Regions from separate parts of the Mus musculus genome. Here all the other regions are linked to region 3. A link is a contact called in public HiChIP or PLAC-seq data. All regions are on one chromosome and are shown on one strand. The core of a region is the stretch at or near the end of the contact, and the rest is flanking DNA. Distances in the headings are between cores, read along the strand shown.

What was found. HiChIP or PLAC-seq counts read pairs in DNA pulled down with a chosen protein or histone mark.
Region 1: a contact with region 3 is called in an H3K27ac HiChIP or PLAC-seq map of regulatory T cells, with 5 times the contacts expected there. The contact joins the enhancer-like site here to the promoter of Pigc in region 3. A contact is called at or near these places in 4 of 39 promoter capture datasets (HPC-7-derived erythroid cells, embryonic stem cells, liver and 1 more), 6 of 115 datasets of contacts at active chromatin or transcription factors (T-cell acute lymphoblastic leukemia, effector CD8 T cells, large pre-B cells and 3 more) and 1 of 9 other capture datasets (liver).
Region 2: a FOXA1 HiChIP or PLAC-seq map of pancreatic cancer cells shows a contact between it and region 3. The contact joins the promoter of Dnm3 here to the promoter of Pigc in region 3. A contact is called at or near these places in 15 of 39 promoter capture datasets (the 3T3-L1 cell line, the HPC-7 cell line, the SN4741 cell line and 8 more), 3 of 484 Hi-C or Micro-C datasets (the N1E-115 cell line, cerebral cortex and embryonic stem cells), 7 of 115 datasets of contacts at active chromatin or transcription factors (astrocytes, effector CD8 T cells, embryonic forebrain and 4 more) and 1 of 9 other capture datasets (macrophages).
Region 4: a contact with region 3 is called in an H3K27ac HiChIP or PLAC-seq map of extraembryonic endoderm stem cells, with 5 times the contacts expected there. The contact joins the enhancer-like site here to the promoter of Pigc in region 3. A contact is called at or near these places in 3 of 39 promoter capture datasets (the 3T3-L1 cell line, 3T3-L1-derived adipocytes and cranial neural crest), 2 of 115 datasets of contacts at active chromatin or transcription factors (bone marrow-derived macrophages and extraembryonic endoderm stem cells) and 1 of 9 other capture datasets (adipose tissue).

The regions. Positions count from the first base shown.
Region 1 is chr1:161,709,118-161,714,955 of GRCm38.p6, forward strand. No RefSeq gene overlaps it. Among named protein-coding and RNA genes, the nearest start is that of Gm31869, 55 kb to the right of the region's middle. Within about 2 kb of position 4,029, at least 59 of the 459 cell types and tissues checked have an H3K27ac peak or open chromatin away from gene starts, as enhancers often do. A contact at or near this core is called in effector CD8 T cells, memory CD8 T cells, regulatory T cells and 1 more, where this site is marked.
Region 2 is chr1:162,476,634-162,483,117 of GRCm38.p6, forward strand. It overlaps Dnm3 (dynamin 3), which reads right to left and starts at 1,401. Exons shown (of 21, transcript NM_001038619.2): 1 at 1,030-1,401. The coding sequence starts at 1,190. It overlaps Gm31985 (a long non-coding RNA gene), which reads left to right and starts at 33. Exons shown (of 3, transcript XR_373653.3): 1 at 33-242; 2 at 3,393-3,668; 3 at 4,599-5,020.
Region 3 is chr1:161,966,402-161,972,604 of GRCm38.p6, forward strand. Pigc (phosphatidylinositol glycan anchor biosynthesis, class C) reads left to right here and starts at 2,787. Exons shown (of 2, transcript NM_001039045.1): 1 at 2,787-2,878; 2 at 3,839-6,203. The coding sequence starts at 4,050. The coding sequence ends at 4,943. It overlaps 4930558K02Rik (RIKEN cDNA 4930558K02 gene), which reads right to left. Exons shown (of 7, transcript NM_001204904.1): 2 at 1,510-1,595.
Region 4 is chr1:162,445,676-162,451,699 of GRCm38.p6, forward strand. All of the region lies in intron 1 of Dnm3 (dynamin 3), which reads right to left. Among named protein-coding and RNA genes, the nearest start is that of Gm31985, 28 kb to the right of the region's middle. Within about 2 kb of position 4,011, at least 13 of the 459 cell types and tissues checked have an H3K27ac peak or open chromatin away from gene starts, as enhancers often do. A contact at or near this core is called in extraembryonic endoderm stem cells, where this site is marked.

The sequences.
Region 1 (5,838 bases), core at 2,779-5,278, 260 kb before region 3:
TATGAAGATCAGTAGTCTAGCTAATAGAAAAGCCAAACCATTTATCCTGGTGTGGATCCTACACTGTATAGCATGCCTTTTTTAAAATCCTGATCCTCTGAAACTATAGGACTGCACATAATCCCCACAGGATGGGCCTAATCTCTGGCCCCAATTCTCCTCAAGGCTGAAACTCTCAGTAAATCCAGAGTAGCCCATCTTACTAACTGAGGTCTCTCTAGACTAATGGAAGCTCAACCATACTATAGACTTACTGAGGTGAAGCCAGCCTGGTTTTCCTAAGTCAAGAGCAGGGGCATTAAGTCTGCCAAGATGACAAGAATTCCTGCCCAGTTGGCTGCCCCATATTTCACCAAAAGGAAGACAAGGAGAGCTGGGACCTCTATAAATCAGTCACTTTAGCTATCAGCAGCCATTGTACAAAAAAAAAAAGAAAAAAAGAGGAGAGTATACACTTCTTGTCTAGTTCACAGTCAGCACAGGAGGAAAAACCCTGAGGTCTGGTCATATTTCTTTGATTCTTTGTGGTGTCATGGATCAAACCATTACCCTCTTAAATACTAGACAAGCACCCTTCCACTGAATTTCAACCCCTCATTTCTGCTTTTAATGTCTACCTTACCTTCTGAGAACAGGACCCATCCCAGAGAATAACAGACTCTTAAGCATAGATTAACTATCCCTCCCTTAGTAGGAAGTATATGTGAAGTGGGAAGAAACAAGAAAATGTCCCTTGGGTGCTTCCCAGAAAGGATGGAAGGAGAGATGGGGCTTCCCTTTCATGTGAACGAGGGAGAAACGAGATTTCCCATCAGAATCCACATGACTTTTCCATTATTAATTTCAGAAACCAGCATGCTTTCATGCTTGTTACTAGTAAGCCACATGCAAGCATCTTCACTTCATTTTTCAGAAGGATTGGTGCTCCATGATAGGCTGAGGGCAATGGATTTGGGAGAGGTTTAGAGCATCTTGAGATGGACATTTCTCTGAACTAAGTGTAACTGGCTATTTAAAGGGCACTTCTGCAAATGATACAGGTCCTAAGAATTTAGTCAAGTTAGACTGATCGGACCTATTTTGTTCATTGACAATTGCATCCAGAGTAGCAACAAACCAGCAAAAAAACATCTGGTCCACAACCTTGCAATGTGAGAAGGAGCTGAGTATTAAGATATAAAGTTTGTTTCCTTCTTTAAGAAGTAGCCAAAACTTAGGATACCCAAGATATAAGATACAATTTGCTAAACGCATGAAACTCAAGAAGAATGAAGACCAAAGTGTGGACACTGTGCCTCTTCTTAGAATTGGGAACAAAACACCCATGGAAGGAATTACAGAGAAAAAGTTTGGAGCTGTGATGAAAGGATGGACCATTTAGAGACTGCCATATCCAGTGATCCACCCCATAATCAGCTTCCAAATGCTAACACCATTGCATACACTAGCAAGATTTTGCTGAAAGGACCCAGATATAGCTGTCTCATGTGAGACTATGCCGGGGCCTAGCAAACACAGAAGTGGATGTTCACAGTCAGCTATTGGATGGATCACAGGGCTCCCAATGGAGGAGCTAGAGAAAGTACCCAAGGAGCTAAAGGGATCTGCAACCCTATAGGTAGAATAACATTATGAACTAACCAGTATCCCGGAGCTCTGGACTCTAGCTACATATGTATCAAAAGATGGCCAAGTCGGCCATCACTGGAAAGAGGGGCCCATTAGACACACAAACTTTATATGCCCCAGTACAGGGGAACGCCAGGGCCAAAAAAAATGGGAATGGGTGGGTAGGGAAGTGGGGGGGAGGGTATGGGGGACTTTTGGGATAGCATTGGAAATGTAATTGAGGAAAATACGTAATAAAAAAAAATTTTTTTTAAGTAGCCAGATAAGTGTCTTCAGAGGATTGTGACAGATGGCATGAGTATTCTTTAAAATATTCTGATTCCTCTCCTTTCTGTGATCTCTCTCCATTCAGAGGTTCATATGCCATGCTATGCATCAGCTTTAGCCAAGTGGCTTGCTTTAGACAACGGCATGGAAGCAGAATTGACATTTGTCACTTACAAGCAGAAGTTTTAAGAGACAACATGCAGTCACTGGACTATGTCTCCCTTATTCATGCTCCAAGTAGAAGCTACATCATCACCCTAGATTCCTCAATAAGGACTTAGAGCAAAACTTCACCTGAGCCATAATGGACATGTAACTTGAATAAAAACTCTTACTAGAGTTCAAGTCACTTTTAGTGTGGGTGCCATTTGTTACCAAAACATAACTTAGCTAAAGGCATTATTACCCATGCCAACCTTTTTAAAAATGAGGATGTAGTAGACAAGTCTTTCAGAAACAAATATCTTTCTATGAACTTGGATACATATAAAAGAGTCTAATTGGAAATGCAAAAGGAACTTACAAGGCATTATGTAGAGATGGAGAAAATTGTCTTGAGTAATAAGTGTATCGGTTTAGGAAATTCAGACTATGCCATAATATTAGCTCAGAAACTCACAAAATAAAAACTCATTTCTCATTTACACAGATCTAAGGTAGGTTGATCTCTTATAGCTTACCTCTATACAGTGGCTCAGGGTTCAGGATGGCCTTAACTTGTGATGCTACCATGCTTTAATCTTGCACTTCAACTTCACGAAGAATATATAGAAGATCTCACAGGAGCTCTTCCTGTGCCAGGCCAGGTAAAAGTAAGGCATGAGCCCCCATGTGCTCTCTGTATCTCTCTGTCTCTCTCTCTCTCTCTCTGTGTATATATATATATATATATATATATATATATATATATATATATATATATATATATATACACACACATATATATTCAGTATCATCCCCAGATGCAAAGAAGGCTGGAGAACAAAACCTTCCTCAACCAGAAGGAAAGGAAAATGTCTTTACCAGAAATACTTCATCTTTCACAGCTATACTTTTATAAGAAAAAAGAAATAAAAGACAAGGTTTGAAAAGCATAGTGCAGCCACTTAGCTGGTAATGGGCACAGGTATAAACAGGAATAGGAAGTCCAGTCTTTGAGGGAGATAAGTTAGAATGCAACCAGATCGCAACCTTGCTAAGCTTTTGCCACAGGATGTGCTGTGCGTGGGAATCCCAAAACAGAAAGAAAGAAAGAAAGAAAGAAAGAAAGAAAGAAAGAAAGAAAGAAAGAAAGAAAGAAAGGAAGGAAGGAAGGAAGAAAGTAAGAAAGAAAGAAAGAAAGAAAGAAAGACAGAAAACAAGAGTTCATGACAACCACAGGCACTACTGTTGTAAGGGACAAATGAACCCTGCTGGGAAGATGTCCTGGCTGGATCTCCAGGCGTGCACACAAGTGGTGGTGTGAGGAAGTGATCTCCAGTGGTTTCTATATTTAGCACCGTCCTTCTCTGTGCCGGGTAAACCCTGGAATTCTTGGGGAATTTAAGTGGAGAGCTTCAAAAGAAACCATGCAGCTACTCCAGCAAAGGAGTTAAGGGAGAAAAACAATGTCCCATTTTTGAATAGCAAATGTGTTGAGCATTTCTTTCTGGTTTAAAGAGGGATATAGAAAAGATGTGTGTGGGAGAGAGAGAGAGAGAGAGAGAGAGAGAGAGAGAGAGAGAGAGAGAGAGAGAATTCTGATGTAGAAAAGTCAGTAGTATACTTTTACTAATTCTGTTTTTTGATTAAAATTTATGCTTAATCACTACCACCAAATCTTGCAGCAATACAAGACAGTTTAACTGGCCACAGCATGGCACACTGAATAATGAATAGTTCAGTGTGAGCTGAATTCATTTTAGAAATTCAGAGTCTTGAAAGCAGAGCAAGATTTTTGTTGTTGTTGTTGTTCAAAATATTAAGAAACAAGAGTGTCTAGAGGATACCCTTCCAGGATGTATTTAAAGTTCTCATGTGACTGTGGGTGTCTGATCAAAGTTCTTATGTAAACAGGATCTGTATGTGAGAACGCTCTCAGCGGTCGAATGTGGAACTTCGTTACGAATGGAGCAAAAGGTGGGCACGCAGCCAAGCAGTCACACGGGACTGAAACCGATGTTCTAAAGCCCGTTAGGCTCCTCACCACCTTCCCCTCTTGCTCAGCCCACTCAAACACAAAGCCAAAGGAGGTGCTTCTCACCTGTGAGCTGCCCCTACGCAAACCCCAAGTCCTATCTGATCTACTCTGAGAAGGCCTTTTACACAGAGAGTACACTGGCTCAAACACACCTCCCTCATGAGAAAAGATGGCTTCTCTGACCCAAAGCACGATCTTCCCTTGGGAATGCTAAGATTATTATTATTCATATTATTATTTTTAATAAAATCAAAGCATCAAGGACCTGTTAAGAAAGCCAACTACTACTTTATAGATCAAATCAAGTGACCCAAGGACTTTTTCATTATTACAGGGATCTACCTATGACTCTAACTCTCTAGCCAAAGAGAAATAGTAACCATGGTATCTTCGATTGACTCAGCAGCTGGACTGCATTGACATGCGCTCCAGAGGCCCCAAGACTAACTCTTTTCTAGCATCCCAGGGTCTCCTGCTCTGCTGACTGAATGAGGACCTGTTTAACTAGAAACTCTAGCCTTAGGGTTGTCACTCATCCCACACAGCTATTAAGAGAACCACCTAACTGCAAGGCCTGCTCCCACCACACAAGTAGCTCCCATGGCAGCTACAAGGCCCTCAACTATAATGACTACTGCTCTTCCATCCCTGGTGTTACAATTTTTTTTTTTTTGTTCCAGGTTTATTCCTAAAGAAGGATGTTTTTAGTTTTTGTCTTGGGGGAAAAACTCTTAAGTTCATTTGGAATTTCTCTTACTCAACTATTAAACGGAGAAGATAATCCAATTACATTTTTATTATTTACATGCAATTTCACCCTGGGAAAGTAAAAGGCAAACGATCTTAAAACCTTTCATGTGTCTTCTTTTGTTCTTCCAACTTCTTAAGCTATAGGAAATCTTATATTCCCTTCAAACTCAGTTATGACTCATTAGAATGATGTTATAATTGGATCAAACTAAAAGTGGCCCACCTGATAATTAGATTAACGGGCATCTAAGTTACCATAATTCTACTTCAGTGATGCTCCTTGCTAATACCCAACAATATGGCCCCTCTTATATTCCTTTGTCTGAACGCTGTTCAGGAATATTAATCCTACAACTTCTGTCTCCAATTAGCCTCAGCGACCCTAATGCAAACAGCTCTCCTAGCCCCTCCTAGTATACCAGATTTTTCTAAAATACTATGCAAATTAAACTCCCAGGCATCGTGCCTAGTCTTCCTTCACTCTGTGCTAGCCCTGGGCATGAAGAGTTGAAGAAGAAACTGCTACAGTCTCAAGTGGCTCTGCATTTGTCAAGCCAGCAAACCACTGAGCATCACGGTGTTGGAATGTTGTAGATTGCTGCACTGGGTGCTGACAGTTCTTAGAAAAGCATATTGGTTGGAAAAAACCAAGGAATTCCCCAGCTTGCACCAGGGACAGCACCTTGCAAAGCCTGCAGTGGATTCAGGGAGGCACGGGGACACTCTGAGCTGGAAGGAAAGGCAAAACTGTGTTTCGCTTGGTTATTTGGTTTTCCCTTCTGACAGGTTGCCAGAATCCCTACTTTCAAAGATAAACTGCTGTTCTAAGACAACCTGTGTAGCTCCTTGGACAGTAACAAATTAACTGAAAAGTAAAGTTTCCTTAAAAAAAAAAAAAAAGAGCTGGGATAACTGCATTATCCAGCATGCGACTAAAGAACCTACATTAATAAATTATAATGGGATATCAAAAGAGCATGGTAGATCAGGGTAATTTTACAGTAAAGTATAAA
Region 2 (6,484 bases), core at 151-2,650, 510 kb after region 3:
AAGAGCTTAAGGAATGCAAGAGGATTGGTGGGGGGCGGGAGGGGGGAGGCGGCGCATGGCATAGAAAGAGTGCAAGAGAGATGCTGGTCAGTTCTGAGATGGTGCAGGAATGACAAGGCACCTGAACATCGCAAGTCCACGGTCATCCCTGGAGGTCTCGGGTTTTCAGTCATGCCTGAGCAGTGAATGGGTGCACACTCATAAACACACCACCGTTTATTCTTCAGCTCCCAAGGCGAATGGTAGGCAAGCATCTCCCCGTAAGCCTTCACCACAGGGATTTCGGGGTTCACACACCCCGCCTCCCCTGCTCGGGGCAGGCGATGACTGTTTCAAACAGTGTAAGCCTTCACCACAGGGATTTCGGGGTTCACACACCCCGCCTCCCCTGCTCGGGCAGGCGATGACTGTTTCAAACAGTGTAAGCCTTCACCACAGGGATTTCGGGGTTCACACACCCCGCCTCCCCTGCTCGGGCAGGCGATGACTGTTTCAAACAGTAAACAGCTGAGATGAGAGTCAGGGACAGGGGATGGGGGGCCGGGGCGGCGGGGGGGTGGGGTGGGGGAGAGGGGGGTGTGGACGAAGAAGGAGGGGTACATCCCGGCTGAGAGCTTCCAGGAGAGTGACAGGGAAAGGAGAGGGGTGTTGAGAAAGAGAACTGGCGACTGGAAAGCACCAGGCTGCGCTTCCAGGCTGCCAGGGGCTGGCGCGCACCAAGCCAGCGAGGGAAGTGGATCCCAGGGCGTACCCCGACTCCCCCACCGAGGGTGGGGAGGAAATGGCTTTGTATGGCAGGATGAAAGGCAGACAGGGGGTCACCACCGGGTAGAGAATGCTGGGGCGAAGGATGCTCAGAGCAAGGAGGACCCCGCCCGCTCTAGAAACACTAGTGCTCTGCCTCCAATCCGCTGCAGCCTCTAGTCCACCCTCGGGGCTCCCCACACCGTTCCATGTTCCAACGGCCTGAAGCACGGGGCTCCCCCCACCCCCACGGACGCGCCCCCACCGCGCTCCCGGTGCGCTCACCTGCCCACGAAATTCTCGAGCACTGAGCTCTTGCCGGCGCTCTGGCCGCCCACCACGGCGATCTGTGGCAGCTCTAGCAGACAGCTCTGTCCCAGAGCCGAGAAAGCGTCCTGCAGACGGTTCACCAGAGGGATCAGCTCTTCCATCTCCCGGTTCCCCATCTTGCCTGTGCGGCCAACTGCCCCACAGGTCCCTGTTCGACTGTGTGACCTGGCAGGCAGCCCAGGCCTCGAAGCACTTGTCCCGGTTGTCGCTGTGCGGGGCTCACACGGCGGAGTCCCTGCACCGATGTCCGATCCCTGCCTCCCACTGCTAGGATCCTGACAGCTCACAGCCCACGACGCGCTTGCGCAGCCCAGAGAGGCGAAGGAGGCGTGGCCTGGTCCTGAGACGGTCACGCCCACACCACGCCTCTCGCCCTGCTTCTCCCTAGAGTTTCCAATCCTACTGGCCTACGGTTGGACTGCCTCCCAGCTTCAGTCAGATGCCACTGCCCAGGCTAAAGGGCAGAGTACTGCACTTGGTCAAGGAAAAGCCTAAAATCACACCCAACAGGAATTGTTGTTCCTTTTGAAGGAGCTAAACCACACAGACGAAGCCTAGAGGAAAGCACTACCATCTACCATCAGCTAACAGCACGTTGACATCAGCTTCACCATGCACCACCACCACTGTACGCACCAGAATACATTTCCCAAAAGGAAATCTCACATTTCACCCCCTACTCCAAAACCCCAGATTGCTGTGGGATGCAGAGATAAACTGGCCTTTTAGAGTCAATCCCCATTAGAAAACTGGGTTACCTGACCTTATTGAAGTACTCATCATTACCAGCCTGTCCTACTCTACCTTCTGTAAGCTAAAGTGTAGTTCCTTGAACCTTTCTGTTCCCTACTCCTACCATACTCATTCTGGCTTTTAGAATTCCTTGCCTGAGCTAACTGTCCTTTTAGCTCCTGGTCAGGACAAAGAGATTGGCTGTTGAGTCCATTGTAACCACGCAGTCTGCACTCGATCCGTTAAATTTAGCACACTGAGAAGAGTCTGTGCCCGGAGATGGAGACACGAAGATAAATGGCCATGGTTCTTCACCTCCTTATCGTGGTCCTGTTTCCTGTGCATTTTGAATACTGATACCTCTCAGGATTTAGTGCGCAATATTTACTTGTCCTGCACATCTTCCATCTGATGATTGCCCAATGGCTTTAAGTAACCTAAAGACTAGAGACTACATAGGAAAATGTGTTGCATCTCTAGCACCCTGGGGTCTTCACTGTCACTTAGGCATCACCATTGCACTATTGCCCTTCTAGGACAACAGTGAACCAAGTCTGAGCCTGCCCCACGTTTCCTAGGCTCGGTGGCTCTCTGGATATGCTATATGATAGCTGAGTCAGTCTTTCACTTTTCATGCCTGCAAAACCAGTACCACATGGAGTACAGAGCCATGCTTTGCTGCCGGTTTGGGATGGAAACTTTGGACCACTATTGCAGCAACCTCTACGCACTGACCCTGAGGAGCTGGTGGCAGGGACGTCTGTGGCAGAAGAGGGTGGAGGCTGGTCATATTGCATCTATAGTCAGAAGGCAGAGTTAAACGGATGCTGATCATCAGCTACCTTTGTCCTTCCTAGGCAGTCAGAAATCTCAGAAATCCCAACACGTGGAGTAGTCCCACCTTAACTAACCTAGCTAAAGACACGCCCAGAGGTTTGTTTCCATGGTGATTCTAGATCCTTCCAAGGTCAATGTATTTGATATAAAGAAATGATTATGGTTAAATAAAGTCATAATGGTGGAACTCTAGTTTGAAAGAGCTAGTGTTCCTGTAATAAAAGACACCAGAGACCCAGCCCCATCTGCCATACAAAGACACAACAAGATGGCAGCCATCTTCCAAGCAGAAAGATGGCCCTCACCAGGACAGATCAGCAGACATCTTGACCTTAAACTTCCCAGCCCTGAGAACACTGGATAAAAGTGTCTTTTAAAGTTATGCAGACAATGGCATTTTGTTATACGATTCAAGCTTACTGCAGATGTAGGGTGTATTTAAAGGAACCTGTGATGGAAACCAGGGAGCAATGACTGCCTCTGCAGAGGGTCATGGATAGCATCTAAGAAGACATGGTCCTTGCTGGGTTCCTCCTGTACACCACTACACTACACGCTGTATAAGCTGAGGACACTAGCCCACGTCCAAAGTGTTTTGAGCTCTAATGCAAAAGACTATATGCTATTGTGCATTAGAAAGAAAATATATCAGCTATTTGAAACCTCTAATCCGTCCTGTTCACTTAGTTCAAGAAGCCGTTCAGAATTACTCTTGCCAACTGCTTTTCTTCTTTACTTCCCTTTTCCAGATTATTCCACAGTAACATGGGGACAAGAGACTCTGAATCCACGCAGAAACAGCCAAGGTCCTTCAGAGGTGTAGATTTCTACTCATAAGCTAATCCACGTAAAACAAACAGGAAACAGAAATACAAAGTGGAAAAGCAGATGGGACAATCCCACAGAAAGCTAATATCTACCTTTCCAATATATATGAAAGCTGAGGAGGGATGTCTGCTCAGTGACGAGTGTCTTGAATGTATCATACAGTCATCTCAACCCTGTCCCAACCCCAGTGATGGATGGTAGGTTCCTCTCCCTGGCTCCCATATCTATGTCATCACTACTTTCCTGGTAACTCCTAAAGATTCAAAACTCTTTTTGTCTTCTGTGTGTAAGAACTTAGTAAGCCCATAAGAACACTGATACATAAGTATGTATTTTACTTCATGGTCAATCTAAAAGATAACCTTAATGAAAGAATAGCACCAAAGACCAAGAGGAACTTTTAAAACTGATGTGGCCTCCCCCAAAAAAGCCACACTCCATGAAACACAGTCACACTTCCCTTTAGATAAACAGAATTTTCTCCATTTTGATCACCTACCTTGTTTATAGGACTTAGTTACACACAGCCTGGCTATTTCCAAAATTAAATCTATAAATAATAAATATATATATATATATATATATATATATATATATATATATACACAGAGACATATATTTTAAATATGCTGCAGGATGAAAGCATTCCCTGAAAGAAAAATTTTCAGTAATGAAAATATGCCTAGAAAAAAATATGTAAACTCTCCCAAAAAACACAGACTCAGATATATGAGTTTAGGGATTCATGTTCTTAAAAATCCACCACATTATTACAAAGTCATATCTTGTTTATTTCCCATAGTGCTCAGCACAACATTTAATAAATTTTTATGAGGCAGAGCTGCACCAAAATTGTAAGCATTTGCCATGCTATCCATTTAATAGCTGGGTAATAATACTACTGCCTCAAATACTACTTAGGATCTATTTGGGCTCTTTGCTTCTTTCTGCAAAGGTTTTTCTTTTTCTTCCCTTTGCACAGATTTTAGACCCTGTCTGAAAATCAGATTCACTGCAGAGGCCTTTTCAAGCTTGTTAAACACGATGAGAAATTTAAGCAGGCAGACTGTCCAAGCTGCAGTCATTCTGTGTGACACTGACACCATCCTTTCTCTCCTTCGACTTAGGGGGCTGGTAAGAAGGTATGGACTCCCTACCCCATGCTCCTCATGCACTGCCAGGCATCCAAACAACTGCGGAAGAGGCCCTCTAGGCTCCTGCTTCAATGGCTTCTGTTCATTTGAGATCTGACAGATGGACCCTCATCAGTAGTCTCCTCAAAACATGGTCAAATTGACACATATGCAGGAGAGAGAACAGTGGTGAGCAAGCTTAAAGCACTGAGAAATCAAGGACAAGAAGAACAGTCTGTGTCTCACATGTGCATTTTTAACACAGAGATGCTTCCTCTGTCAAGCAGGTCTACACGTGTTCTTCTGGAATCTCTTAGGAGCGCTTTGAAAGGAAAGCTATTCCATGCTTTAACTCTCAGTTGTTGAGTTGTATCTTCAAAATTTACAATTGACTTGTTGAATTGACCTCCCTGTAAATACTGTGCGTGTGTGTGTGAAGCTATAAAATTCCATTTTAAAATACCATTTATGAAATTTTTAATGGCACAGAAAGATGATCAAACTTTTAAATGAGTGTCTCTCAGCCCCTCCAGACCCAAACCCTCAGTCCCTGCCCCAGTGATTCAACAGAATACCAAGTACAGCCTCCGTTGCCCCTGTCCATATCTTCCTGTGAATGCCACAGATCATGCCTTCCTAACCCCAACTCCATCCTCACCATTCCCAGCCCCCAACTCTAGCAGGCACCCCTGCTAAGCCACAGGTCATGCCCACCAGAAAACTAGGTCTGCTGAATGTAGGCCTTCTCCTCTCTCTTTCCCCAGACTCAGTCCCCAAATCTTGTCCAAACCCAACAGCACACCCTGGCAGCCTTCCCTGTTCCCTCCTCCCATCTCCTATGAATTCCACAGAGCTTCCCTTTCTAACCTTGCTTTCTCTACATGATACTTGGTCCCAGCCCTCAACAGCAGCAGGCACTCCCTACTGGCCCACAGACCACTCCTGCTAATCTGTAGATTTTCCATTTTCCTTCTGGTTCCTAGATATAAACCCCAGTCTCATGCCCAGAGCTTTAACAGACCCTCTGGGGTGACCTCTCTTCACTGTCTCTCCTCAGTCCAAGGAGGCAAATTAAGCAGATCCTGATTTTAAAAATGAAACAAAGCCAAACAAAAAGAGCCCTCTTCTTTGAACCTATTCAAAGCCCTAGCCTATCTCCATTCCTGATGTCATCCAATAGCAAGAAGCACATTTTATCTGGAACCCCCAGAGGCCTCAACTATCAAATCCAAAGAAATCCTACCAGGCAACACAAAAGCATCACACTCTCCAAAAAAAAAATCCAAAAAGGAAACAGAAACCAAGAAACAAAACACCTAAACAACAAAGACAAATCCATAAATCACCACTTAGATATATAATCATGCCAAACCCAGATGCCTAGACACCAGCATAAAAACAAAATCAATAACAGCCAGAACAATATGTCTCCACTAAAGCCAGCTATCAGCAGACTCTGAATATTCCAACATAGCTGAAGGACAGAAAAAGACCTTGAAACTAACTGCATGAAGATGGTAGAGATGCTGAAAGAGGAAATTAATAAATACCTTAAAGAAATGCAGGAAGGTACCAACAATTGGAGGAAAATAATAAATCTCTTAAAGAAAGCCAAAAAAAAAAAAAAACCACAGTTGATGGAAATGAATAATACTCTTCAAGACCTGAAAATAGAAATAGAAGCAATTAAAAACACACACACAAACTAAGGGAATTCTGGAAATGAAAACTTTAGGAATGTGAACAAGAACTACAACGTCAAGCATTGCCATCAGAATACAAAACATGGAAAAGAGACTCTCAGGAGTTAAAGATACAATTTAAAAAACTGTACAGAAGAAAATGTTAAATCAAAAAACTCCACACCCAAAGTGTCCATG
Region 3 (6,203 bases), core at 1,537-4,036:
TTCTGTGTCCCTTTCCAGATGCTGTAGATAGCCCCGTCTCCCTGACAACCCTGACCTTGACTCTGAAACAGGTACCATGCCTGCCCAGTTGAGTACTAAGCCTGCCTCTCTCAAGCTCTGCTCTGCTCTCCACTTCCTGCCTTTCACCAGAGGCTCAGACAGAGGACAGGGGAGTTGGAGGCAAGATGAACATGCACTGGGATGCCCCTGGTTCAGAGTGCATCTAATGGGCAGGGAGTACTAAGGGATGGTGGCGGTTAGCTTATTAATGTCAGGCATTAGCAATTGAAAGTTTCTATATTTCTAATTAGAAAACTGAGCGTATTTGGCCCTGGACTCAGATATCTGAGGCAACATTGACTGAGGAAGAGGGAGTGTCACCTTTGGCCAGTTCTTCCATTCACTGCTACTTCCATCTGACCAACCTAATCAGTGTGGCTTCCAGCTGACTGCATGTGAGCTTATGACATAGTCGAATTGAAAACGGATGCTAAGTTATCATTTACTCACGATGACTCTTGAGGTGTTATCAACTCTTAGTGGGTATATTACTTTGATACTTCCTAAACAAACCTTTGAGTTTATTGAACCTCTCATTGCTCATGCCAGATAAACACACACACACACACACACACACACACAACATGCACTCAAATGTTTGCTCTGAAAATACACAAAATCATCTATCAGCCTTTTGAGAACTGTTTTAAAGAGTAGACAAAGCAGACATGTGTTATGGAGGCATGGATGCCCCTCATGTGGTCATTTGCTCACAGACCTAAAGATGTATGACGATTATCAACAGGAAAAGAAACTCTTTGAGCCTGTGCTCTCTCTAGCAACCATTTCCAGTCTAAGACAAGCCTATGGAACTGCCTCTGCACCGTCCTTGCTCATCCCCGATTCCTTATTTCCCGCCATCATCTCACAACCTACATTTCTCTCAGAGATTTATCACCACACCCAGGGACAACTTAACTGTAAGGGGCGGGGAGGTGTTGAATGAAGAACTTAATTATTTTAAGTAGAAGCTGAAATGCCCCATACATATAAATCCTCAGTTTTCAAAATCAGAAATGTGTTATCTATTGGCTTTGTGAGGGCATGAGCGACCCATGAAACTGGAGGAGGCCCCACGTGAAATACAGCTATTGCTACTCTATAAAGATGGCGTGTTATAGTTCTAGGTTATTGATAATTAGAATTCGAAGACTAGAAATTGAAGCGGGGTGGGGGGAAACTATGGAAGTGTTTTGAGTTACAGTGTCTGTGGTTGAATAGTACACGCAGAAATGAAGGTTATGGCGGCTCTCATTTCTTCTAGCCAGGCCTTTACATAGCATAACCTTTGTCTGAGAAACCCAGGGCGTTTCTTTCTTTTTTCTTTTTCTTTTTCTTTTTTTTGCATTCGACTTGGTTTCTCAACAGGGCACATGCACCTCTCCACCTTAAGAGTACAACCACTGAGCTCTGCCTCGAAGGCTCTGTCCTCAGAAGCTGGGAAGTTACCTTCTGGGGATGCTCAGGATCAATGGTTTGTTTACCAGGCTGGCCTCACTCAGCCAAGGAATCTTGTCAAACTTTGGAACAAAAGCCTACAGAGAGAGAAATGGAAAGAGATCAGGTTGCAGAGTTTATCACACTTCCGAAGACTAAATCTTAAAGGGAGTCACAGGGCCAGAGAGATGCCTTGGTGGCTAACAGCACTCCTTCCTCTTGGAGAAAAGCCAGGTTTAGTTGACAGCACCCACAAGCCAGCTCATGACTGCCTGTAACTATAGCGGCAGGGGACCTAGCACCTTCTTCTGACCTCCACAGACACCTGGAGTCAGGAGCACATATGTAGACATAATTAAAAACAAAATATTAAAAAAAAGTTAAAATACTTGACCAGTGCTGGTATTACAATAAGCAAAGTAAGCTAACAGCAACCACACAGCAATCAATACATTGCAAACTATTTTAACACGAGAGTCCTCCAACCATTCCATAAGGTGGCCAAGAACAAATAAGCGCCTTCTTTCTTTTACAGACAAAGAATTCAAAGCCCAGATAGTGTGAATATGAATAAATGGGTTCATGCTTTCTGCCTCTGTGTCCACACTATTTAACAGTCTCTATATTTTAAATTCTTCGAGCTTCCATCTATTTATAAATCCTGTGACACTTCCAAGACCCCAGTTGAAAATCAGCAATCTCTCGTCCCAAAGGCTCTCCACCCTCATCTCTTTTAGGTGGCAAAGTCTAGGAAAGGATCCAGCTTTGGAGCCATCCACATTTGGATATTTCTGATCTACTTGCAATTACTAACCAGCTGCCTGACTTTGGTCAAAAACAAACTAATGATCGCATCGTCTCTGTGCAAGTCAACGCACAGGATGCTATGTGAGATCTGGGATCTCCCCGACTCCCCCCCCCTTTTTTTTTTTTTTTTTTTTTTTTTTTTTTTTTTTTGGTGAATACCAGAAGCCTGGTTTGGCACCTATAGGAGGAGGGTTTGGATGCATGGAAAGTCCCTTGGCTGAGAGCCTGTCAACACATGTCATGGTAACCTTGCAGTTACCAGTCTTCCACCAGCCCCGCGACTCTTCCTGCCTTCTCCTGCCTTCCACACCCTGTGAAGTAATTCCCACTGAGGGATTTGCTTCCCAGGCTTAGCATTCCACTAGGAGCAGATTGCCAGGAGAGGAGCAATCAGTAGAGGGCAGCAGTGACCTCGCGGTGTGGAGTCTCGGGGCGGGACGCTTTGGCCGCCGAGTGCTGCGGATCCGGAAGTGCTCCTCCACAGTAGTCCCCTTCCAAGCCGGCGTCCCGGATGTAGAAGTAGCTAGGCGGCCGCTCTTCTCGGTCGTGCACCCCCCTAAAGAGCTTGGTGCAGGTGGGTTCCGGCGTCCTTCGCTGTGAGCGCTTCCGGCTGATCCAAGGCTGGGGCGGGGGTCGGCAGCGGCGGGCGGGGCAGGCCGGTTGGGTGAGTGGTAGCCCAAGACCCTTCGCCGCCCGGTGACGGGGACCTTTCAAATCCCGAGGTCCCAGTGCGTGAGGGCCGACTCCAGGGTGTACGGCTTTTAAAGCAAAGGTCTATCCTAGCCTCCACGAAAAATACAGACGGTCCGGCAGGAAGTTCTTTCTCGAATTTGCTGAATGACCTCTGTGTTTACGACTGGGATGATTGTTTTCTTGATCCTGCGCTAGAGTTTTGCTGTTTCAGTTAATTAGGATGATATAGCACTTTAAAGGATAGTAAGTTCAGCTAATGAACAAAAAAGATTTGAGTTCTTGGTTTGGGCTAAAACTATAGAGAGATCATGCCCTTTTGTACGGTGCAGGTTATTGTCATTCGACCGATAACTTATTCAGATACCTTTGGGGACCTAGTAACGGCTATGGATGGATTCTGTCCCTATAAATTTGCGTAAGTTGCAAATATAATCATGCAAAAATAGTATAAACCTTAGAGTGTATGAATGCCCAAGTTAAGACTGGCTTAGAGAAGGACGACCAGAAGCAGAGACTTTGACACTAGACTTTTGTAGGAGGTCTGGCTCCACGCTGTTAGCCTGGGACCTAAATACTCTACTGTTTTGAAACTCAGATGTCTTATTAGGTAAACTCATAACTGGTATTAACTTGTAAGGCTGTGACAGTTAAAGAAGGTGCATAAGACATTTAACATTCTGAGTTAGATGCAGATATCAATTATTAAGACTACACTTTAAAATGTGAAGGCTTAATGCCGCATTATGTCACCAGACACAATTTATCTAGGCTTTCAGTAAGCCAAGTTGTTTTTTATTGTATCTGATGCCAGCTTCCATATATTTACAGTTCTCTCTTCTAGGAATTTAGCTGTGTTGTCCTGACCCTCAGGACAAACTCATCTAATGCAGGCTCAGCTTGTACTGAAGGCTTTGTAAACAAGGAAAGTTCTGTAGGGTATCAGCATGGCATTTCCAGAGAGTTCTTAATCTACAGATTTATCAAGAACCAGAACCCCATGGACGTCCCTGAGGGAGATTGAGCCAACCTGGATTTGAGGAAAGAATGAGATAATGTGTGCTCAACGTGTAACAGACACCCCAGAAGTCAAGTGGCAGAAGGTTTTATATGAGCGGCAGCCGTTCCCTGATAACTATGTTGACCAGAGGTTCCTGGAAGAACTCCGGAAAAACATCTATGCCCGGAAGTACCAGTACTGGGCTGTGGTATTTGAGTCCAGTGTGGTGATACAGCAGCTGTGCAGTGTCTGTGTTTTTGTAGTGATCTGGTGGTACATGGATGAGGGTCTTCTGGCTCCCCAGTGGCTTTTTGGGACCGGACTGGCATCTTCCTTGGTTGGGTATGTTTTATTCGATCTTATCGATGGAGGTGATGGACGGAAGAAGAGTGGGCGGACCCGGTGGGCCGACCTGAAGAGTACTCTGGTCTTTATCACTTTCACTTACGGTTTTTCACCTGTGCTAAAGACCCTGACGGAGTCTGTCAGTACAGACACTATCTACGCCATGGCAGTCTTTATGCTGTTAGGCCATCTCATCTTCTTTGATTACGGTGCCAATGCTGCTATTGTATCCAGCACCCTGTCCTTGAACATGGCCATCTTTGCTTCTGTTTGCCTGGCCTCACGCCTCCCCCGGTCACTCCACGCCTTCATTATGGTGACGTTTGCTATCCAGATCTTTGCACTGTGGCCCATGTTACAGAAGAAACTGAAGGCGTACACCCCGCGAAGCTATGTAGGGGTCACTTTGCTTTTTGCCTTTTCTGCCTTTGGAGGTCTTCTGTCCATTAGTGCTGTGGGAGCCATACTCTTTGCTCTCCTGCTGTTTTCCATCTCCTGTCTCTGCCCTTACTACCTCATTCATCTGCAGCTTTTTAAGGAAAATATTCACGGGCCTTGGGATGAAGCTGAAATCAAGGAAGACTTGTCTAGGTTCCTTAGCTAATCTAGGGACCTTCATTTCATTATTAAGACCAGCGGAAAGACTTCGAGCCTAACCGGTGCAACATTTAAAGGCAGGGGTCCACTCTTGAAGCAGCCGACTGATCTAGATGGTAGAGCTGAGATCAGAAGAAAGCATTTAACCAAGGGCTTAGGGGAGGGTGCTTGTCCTTCAGTTATTTTGTGACTGAAAAAGCTTTCTGGTGCTGTTATGAATTATTGTCCTTTATTCCCTGTAACAAATGATGTAATGTGGGTTCTGCTTATTAAAAAAGTAATATCCATTGCATTGTCTAGTATTTTAAAAAAAACAAAACAAGGAAACCCTTATTTATGTGTGTATAAGAGAGGGGGTTTGTCTATTTCCAGTATGTATGTCCCACGCATCAAATTCAGGCCCTGGCAACAGGCCTTTACCAGCTGAGCCATCACACTGGCCCTGTCTCATTTTTATGAGAGCATAAGACAAAAGTAGTATGAAGGTGTGTGTGTGTGTGTAAAAGTGTAATCAGTTGTTTAGCCTTTTCTGTGTATACTAAGGGACACCTTTATATATCTAGAGCCCAAATTTGAGAATCCCTGATGGTGGCATCCAGTTTGTTGTCCAATACCACAGAAGTGGTCACTCAAGGAGAGCTACATGCCATAGAAACAAAACGTTAGCGATATGAAAGAGGCTGGAGGGTGAGTTCATCTCAGGCAGTTAGGAAACCAGAGGTGACATTTAATTTACTCGTGGAGGATAGCAGGTGAAAGCCTTTGAGAAACAGATAGGTAATACTAGTGAGAATGGAAAACTATGGACCAAGCAAGTGTGCCCAGTGAGGGCAGCTGTTACCGCTCCAAAAGTGTTGTTTCTACTCAGTTTGGGAGTCATACCTGTGGCTCAGAGAAAGTAAATATTGCAGTAACTGTGATTCTGATTCGTAATATGAATATACTTTGTGAACTGTCTCAAATTTAATTCAGATTACAAAAACATTTGCAGGCAAGATGTGACTACATATGATAGTCAAAGCACAATGATGGGAACGTGATGGGATTTAGTCACAGAGATCTGGGGGAGGAACGAAAGAGTGGGAGCTTGAGTCACTGAGTTCGGCTCTGTTGATCAAGTAATTGGACCCTGCTGCTGGTGATGAGCAATCCATCTTGTCTAAAGATGGGACAAATTGTGAAGTCTGGAATTACCTAACCGTTCAGTTCTCAGCTTTCACCTTTAATATTGAAGAATTGTTGCAATAGATAAGCTGTGTGAAGCGTC
Region 4 (6,024 bases), core at 2,761-5,260, 480 kb after region 3:
AACACCCCAAAATTAAAGCAGCTCTCTGAAATTTATAAGGCCCTGGGCTCAAACCCCAGCATGGAAAAACTCTTGATTAGAGACCTATGTAACATAGAAGTTTATATCTGAACATTGTTTCCTATACTTAGCCAAATTCTAAGTGTATATTCTGGCCATTACAGGGAACAACACTGGAACAAAGTGTCTCCACTTCTCTTTTAAGCTCTCAGTTTGCCTTCTTACACTACAGAGCTTAGACCACTAAAATGTTCTTTTCCCAGACTCTCCTGTAACTAGCATTCTTGATGTAATTTAGGTCTCGCCATAGATGTACTACCGTGAGGGTGAATTGCAGTTTAGTCTTCACCATTAGAGGCATTTCCAGGAGATCTGGAATTAGAGTTAAATTAAGTGAGAGAAGAGAGGCACTCAGGCACCAGCAATGCAGACACAGCAGCTGGGAGAGTGCTCTAAAGACCCTAGTGCTCATAGCCGGGCCATCCCTCAATCTCAGCTAACAGAACATTCCAGAAGATCACTGTTGCCTCCTGGCTCCTAGTCATAGCTTGAGTGGAGCCCTTTTTAAGCTAGTAGCTGTCATAAGATTTCCTGAGTCCCTAGCCTCTTAAGGGTGACAAAGAAGGCATCAGTTCTTCTAGCTCTACACTGTCTTCCTGAAATGCACATCTGGAGGCCTTGCTTAGGAGCTGATTCTCTTCTAAAATAACCATATTAACAATTAATAATTAGTAAGCACCTAATCCCTTATGGGACATGTTTTTATTTATATTCTATTCCATTTTTTTTCTTGAATAGTTAGTGTATTCTCCCATTATCTGTAAATGAACTTTGAATGATGCATTATTGAAACAATTGCCTGGCAATGTTCAACTACCTGAGTACTTCTGTGCCTTCAAACACTCAGAGCAATCTAAAGTGGCCCTGAAGGAAGGGCACTATGTAGCCAATTCTTAGTTCTTTCTCTAAATAGTAGAAGAAGTGATTTCCACTCAAACCTATGATGATTTGTCATTTGAGAACCAAAGCAGGGGTCAGGGGAACTATCTGGCCTCCGGTCCTCACTTCTTTAAGCAACTAAAGCAGAATCTTCCACTTTACCTATGCACTGGATGGACTGAGTTGGGGACAAACACATCATTTAAGCCAGTAGGTAAGCCAAAGCCACCAACCATGTTTGATTGAACCAGGACTCACAAGCTGAATTAGGAAGATGTTCCAGGAAGTTAAAGTCAGTAACACAAAGGCCACGTATTTTACTCCAGGACTACACACACTTAGAAGAAGGCAGGAGGCTCAGTGTTGAAATTTTACAAACATGTTATAAACACTGGACTGGCATGGTAACTTTCCATGATGTCAGAGATCCAACCGGATGCATGATTGCCTCAGAATATTTCTGGCTTTCCATGTATTTGTTTCTCATCAAAACACTGAAAAAGAAAATCTGGCCTTAAATGTGAGGAATATATTCATCAAGGTTATAGGGTCTGCTTGACCAAGGTCCCAACAATGTCACTATTTCTGAAGACAAATCAGAGGCCCTAGTCAAACTAGTAATAAACCTTTGCAGATGTGTCAAGCTGAGATAGAAAAAGAAACAAGAGCTCAGGTGGCAAGTCAGCTGGAAAAGTGCTTACCATTCAGGCATGAAGATCTGAGTTAAATACCCCCCAGAACCTACAGAAAAGCCGGGCATCACCTCAGTGCTGGGGAAACGGAGGCAGGCAAAATCTGCAGGACTCACTGGCCAGCCAGCCTAGTCTGCTCGGAGAGCTATAAGCTAATGAGAACCTGCCTCAAAATGCCAGGTGGATGGGACCTGAGAAATGATACCCCAAGTTATTCTTGACTTCGACGCACAGATGGAGTGGGGTGGGGCACCTCAAGGAAGGAAGGACAAAGGAAGGCATGACCATGTTGCTCTTTGACAACAAACTTGGATAAATGCTGGTTCACAGCTATGAAGATAGGCAGCAGATCAGTAAGATGCGCTTCCGTCTCTGCCACAGCACGTCTGCTCCCCAAAGCTTAAGAAAGCTTTTAGTTCAGCAGACCCTTCTACCAGGGCTGTTAGGCGTTTGAAGAAAGGGAGTAACTTACAGACATCTTTTCCTGAATAAATTCCCAGTCTAACCAAGATGTAAGAAAGTTTCTCAACTGATTGAGTTTGTCCCCAGCCCAAAAAAATAAATTAATTTATTAATTAAAGATTTTTAAATTAATCTTTCTGGATTATTCCATTTGTGGAGATGCCTTCATTATTTACCATGGAGAAATACAAAATAGGAAATGAGGCTGTTGTTCCTAAGGAATATGATTGAAAGGAGAAAACAGCTCACTATTGTCTTTCCGTTTGTATTGAAAAGAATGTCATGCAAGCTTCACCGAGGGTCACTGGTCCTTGCTTTGGGAGCTTGTTGAGCATCTTATCGTTAGTGATCACTTCCCCATTCTCCTCCATGCCATGTTCGAAGATGAAAATGTCACTTTATCATCCATATTCTCTCCCAACCATATGAGCCAACCAGAGGCAGTATGATCTGTCACGAGGGCTGGCCTGAACATCCTTGCGCTGAGTGCCGGAAACTCTCAGTGAGTAATTAAGACAGCAGTGGTCAGTACGTTCGCAGAACACCCACCCTCCCCTCTAGTCTGTTTATAGTCAGACACCCCACCTAAAACTCAAGTGCAGTCTGAACCCTGCAGATATGAATGAGGCAATTCACGGTTTGGGAGTCTGAATTCTTCAGTGCAGTAGTTAAAGGTCAAGGAATCGGGTTAACGGGAACAAGCCACTGGGGTAGCAGCAGCAGAGCTGGGCTGGGGTTGGGGAGAAATCAAAGGCGGGGCATATTTTTTACTCTCCATGGCAAACAGGAGTCACGGCAAAATAATTTCAGACCTCATTATCCTGCTTTTGACTTGATCCTTTAGTTCACAGATTACTTTTTCTTTTTTTCTTTTTAGAATCACCTTTTAAGAAGTTCTCTAGGAAAGCTGCACCTCTGCCAGGAATGAAAGTGTGACTGGGGAGACGCTTGGCAGTTAGGGGCACGTGATGATCTTCCAGAGGACCCAGGTGCAGTTCCCATCACACACATATATGACAGCTGACAACCATCTATAACTCCAATTCCATGCCATCTGATACCCTCTTTTGGCCTGTGTGGGCACCAGGCATGCACATGGTACACATACATACATAAATACATACATACATACATACATACATACATACATACATACAAAATACTCATGCACATAAAATAAATCGTTTTTTAAAATTAAAGAATAAAAATGAGAAGGAAATTAAAGGTTATGCAATCCACCTTTTATTTAAAATATTCAACTTCCCAAAATGTACTTTTCATATGATGCCTTAAGAACACCTAAATAAAAGTTTATGATAGAAGCAGAGAATAGCCACAATTCTTGTTATTTTCATTGATTTCTTTGGCTTTGGGGCCTAAAGCCAAGCAAAGTTCTGGGATTTAGGTCTTGAAGACTTTCTGTCATAATGTAATACATTCCACTACTGTTAAATTAACAGCATCCTTCAGACTCTAACTCAAATGTGATGTGCGTTGTCCTTCTCCCTGGCCTTTCCTTGCTCCTCTGTCGTGCTTTGTCATGCCTCTCAAATTCCCCTCCCCCCAACCACTCCCCACCACCCACATACCTTATCACATACCTTTGCAGATAAGTTATCAGTTGACCACAGGACTCAGAGGCCAAAGTTTAGACCTGTATTTTGCCTGGCAAACAGTAGGGGCCTAGCAATTGTTGGATAAACTAAAGAAGTAAAGAACTCACTAAATCTTAGCTTCATAAAATCTGTCTTCCTGAGAAATACTTTAAAGGTTTCTTTTTTGTTTTGGCAGAGAAAAATAAGCAAAACCATCACTAAGCTTTTTAAAAAGGGGGATGGGTTAGGATACATAATTTACACAGTGTCTGAAATACCAATAGGGCAATGGTTGTAGGGAAGAGGAACAGAGAGCAGTGGTGATGTTGTGGGGCCAAGAATGCTAAACACCCTGCAGCCCTGTGCACTGAACAGTTATTCCACATCCCATAGGGTTTTCTTATGTTCTACTGCATACTCATATAGGCCAGATGATCTAAATTGTAGCCAAATTCTGTTTTATAGCTAATTACCAAGGATTTTGGCAATATAGTCAATTTGCTAGGAATGAACCAGTCACACTAATCGCAGGCAAACCTGTTCTTCCCTTCATCTGGAACACTATCAAGAACTGTTTAACATGTCGGAAAATCTGCTTCGTGACATAAGTGCCCCTTTGGGGATTTGACTTGCCAAAATAGCGTGCCTACTCCTGTAGGGCAAGCAACAGGTACTTAGTTGTACATGGTGTCTCTTGCTTCCAAGTGTGGTGGGTCCTCCATCTCATCCCATCCCACCTACCTCCTCTTTCCCTCTCACTCTCCCCCCTCCCCCTCCCCCTTCCCCCTCCCTCACTATCCCTCTCTCTTCCTTTCTCTCTGCTGTCATCCTTCTGTGTCCTCTGACATTCTCTGACATAGCACACTTGTACATATATAAAATCTCACCTGCTTAACAGAAATACTCACCTAATAAGCCCAGACTTTCCTCCTGTACCTTCAAGTGTCTATTCAAGCCATTTCTTTACCAGATACACACACACCTTCCACCTTTCCATTTGCCCAACTCCTGTCACTTCCAGGGATACCTCAGGTGCCCCTTGTTTTAAGACTGCTCCCCGCCCCCAGGCCCTACCCTCCAAAGTCAACGATTTCCTTTTGATTGCCTGCACCATATAAAGCTCCTTGGGCACCTGGTTATGTTCACTTAGTGTTTTACTTCCATAGCTTTGTGATGCTTGCTCATCATTCCATACTTTACCTTTCACCCAAAAAATATAATTTTGAATACAGAGGAACATTCTATGCCCGTTTTGCCATACAACCTACTTTGCAAAGTGACATGATTATAAGCATTCAACGAAAAGTCAATCCTTGACTTTAAATTTTAAAGAACTGTGGTCTAGCTGGGTTCTCCTAGCTATACTGCTCCGGGGCATATACCCAGAGGATGCTACAACATGTAATAAGGACACATGCTCCACTATGTTCATAGCAGTCTTATCTATAATATCCAGAAGCTGGAAAGAACCCAAATGTCCCTCAACAGAGGAATGGGTACAGAAAATGTAGTACATTTACACAATGGAGTACTGTTAAAAACAGTGACTTCATAAAATTCTTAGGCAAATGGATGGAACTAGAAAATGTCATCCTGAGTGAGGTAACTCAATCACAAAAGAACGCACATGGTATGCACTCAAGATACAATTCTCAGACCACATGAAGCTCAAGAAGGAAGAACAAAGTGTGGATACTTTGGTCCTTCTTGAAAGGGCAAACAAAATGCCCATGGGAGGAATTACAGAGACAAAGTGTGGAGCAGAGTCTAAAGGAAAGGCTGTCCAGAGACTGACCCACCTGGGAAACCATTCCACATACAGTTAACAAACCCGGACACTACTGTGGATGCCAACAAGTGCTTGCTGACAGGAGCCTGATATAGCTGCTTCCTGACAGGCTCTGCCAGTGCCTGACAAATTCAGAGGTGGATGTTCGCAGTCAACCATTGGACTGGGCACAGGGTCCCCAATGGAGAAACTAGAAAAAGGACCAAAGGAGCTGAAGGGGTTTGCAATCCCATAGGAGGAACAACAATATGAACCAACCAGAACTCCCAGAGTGTCCAGGGACTACACCACCAACCAAAGAGTACACATGAAGGGACCCATGGCTCCAGCCAAATATGTAGCAGAGGATGGCCTAGTCGGACATCAGTGGGAGGAGAGGCCCTTGTTCCTGTGAAGGCTCGATGCCCCAGTGTAGGGGAATGCCAAGACAGAGAAGCAGGAGTGAGTGGTTTGGTGAGCAGGGAAAAGGGGGGTGGCATAGGGGGTTTTTGGAGGGGAAACCAGGAAAGGGCTTAACATTTGAAATAAAGAAAATATCTAATAATTT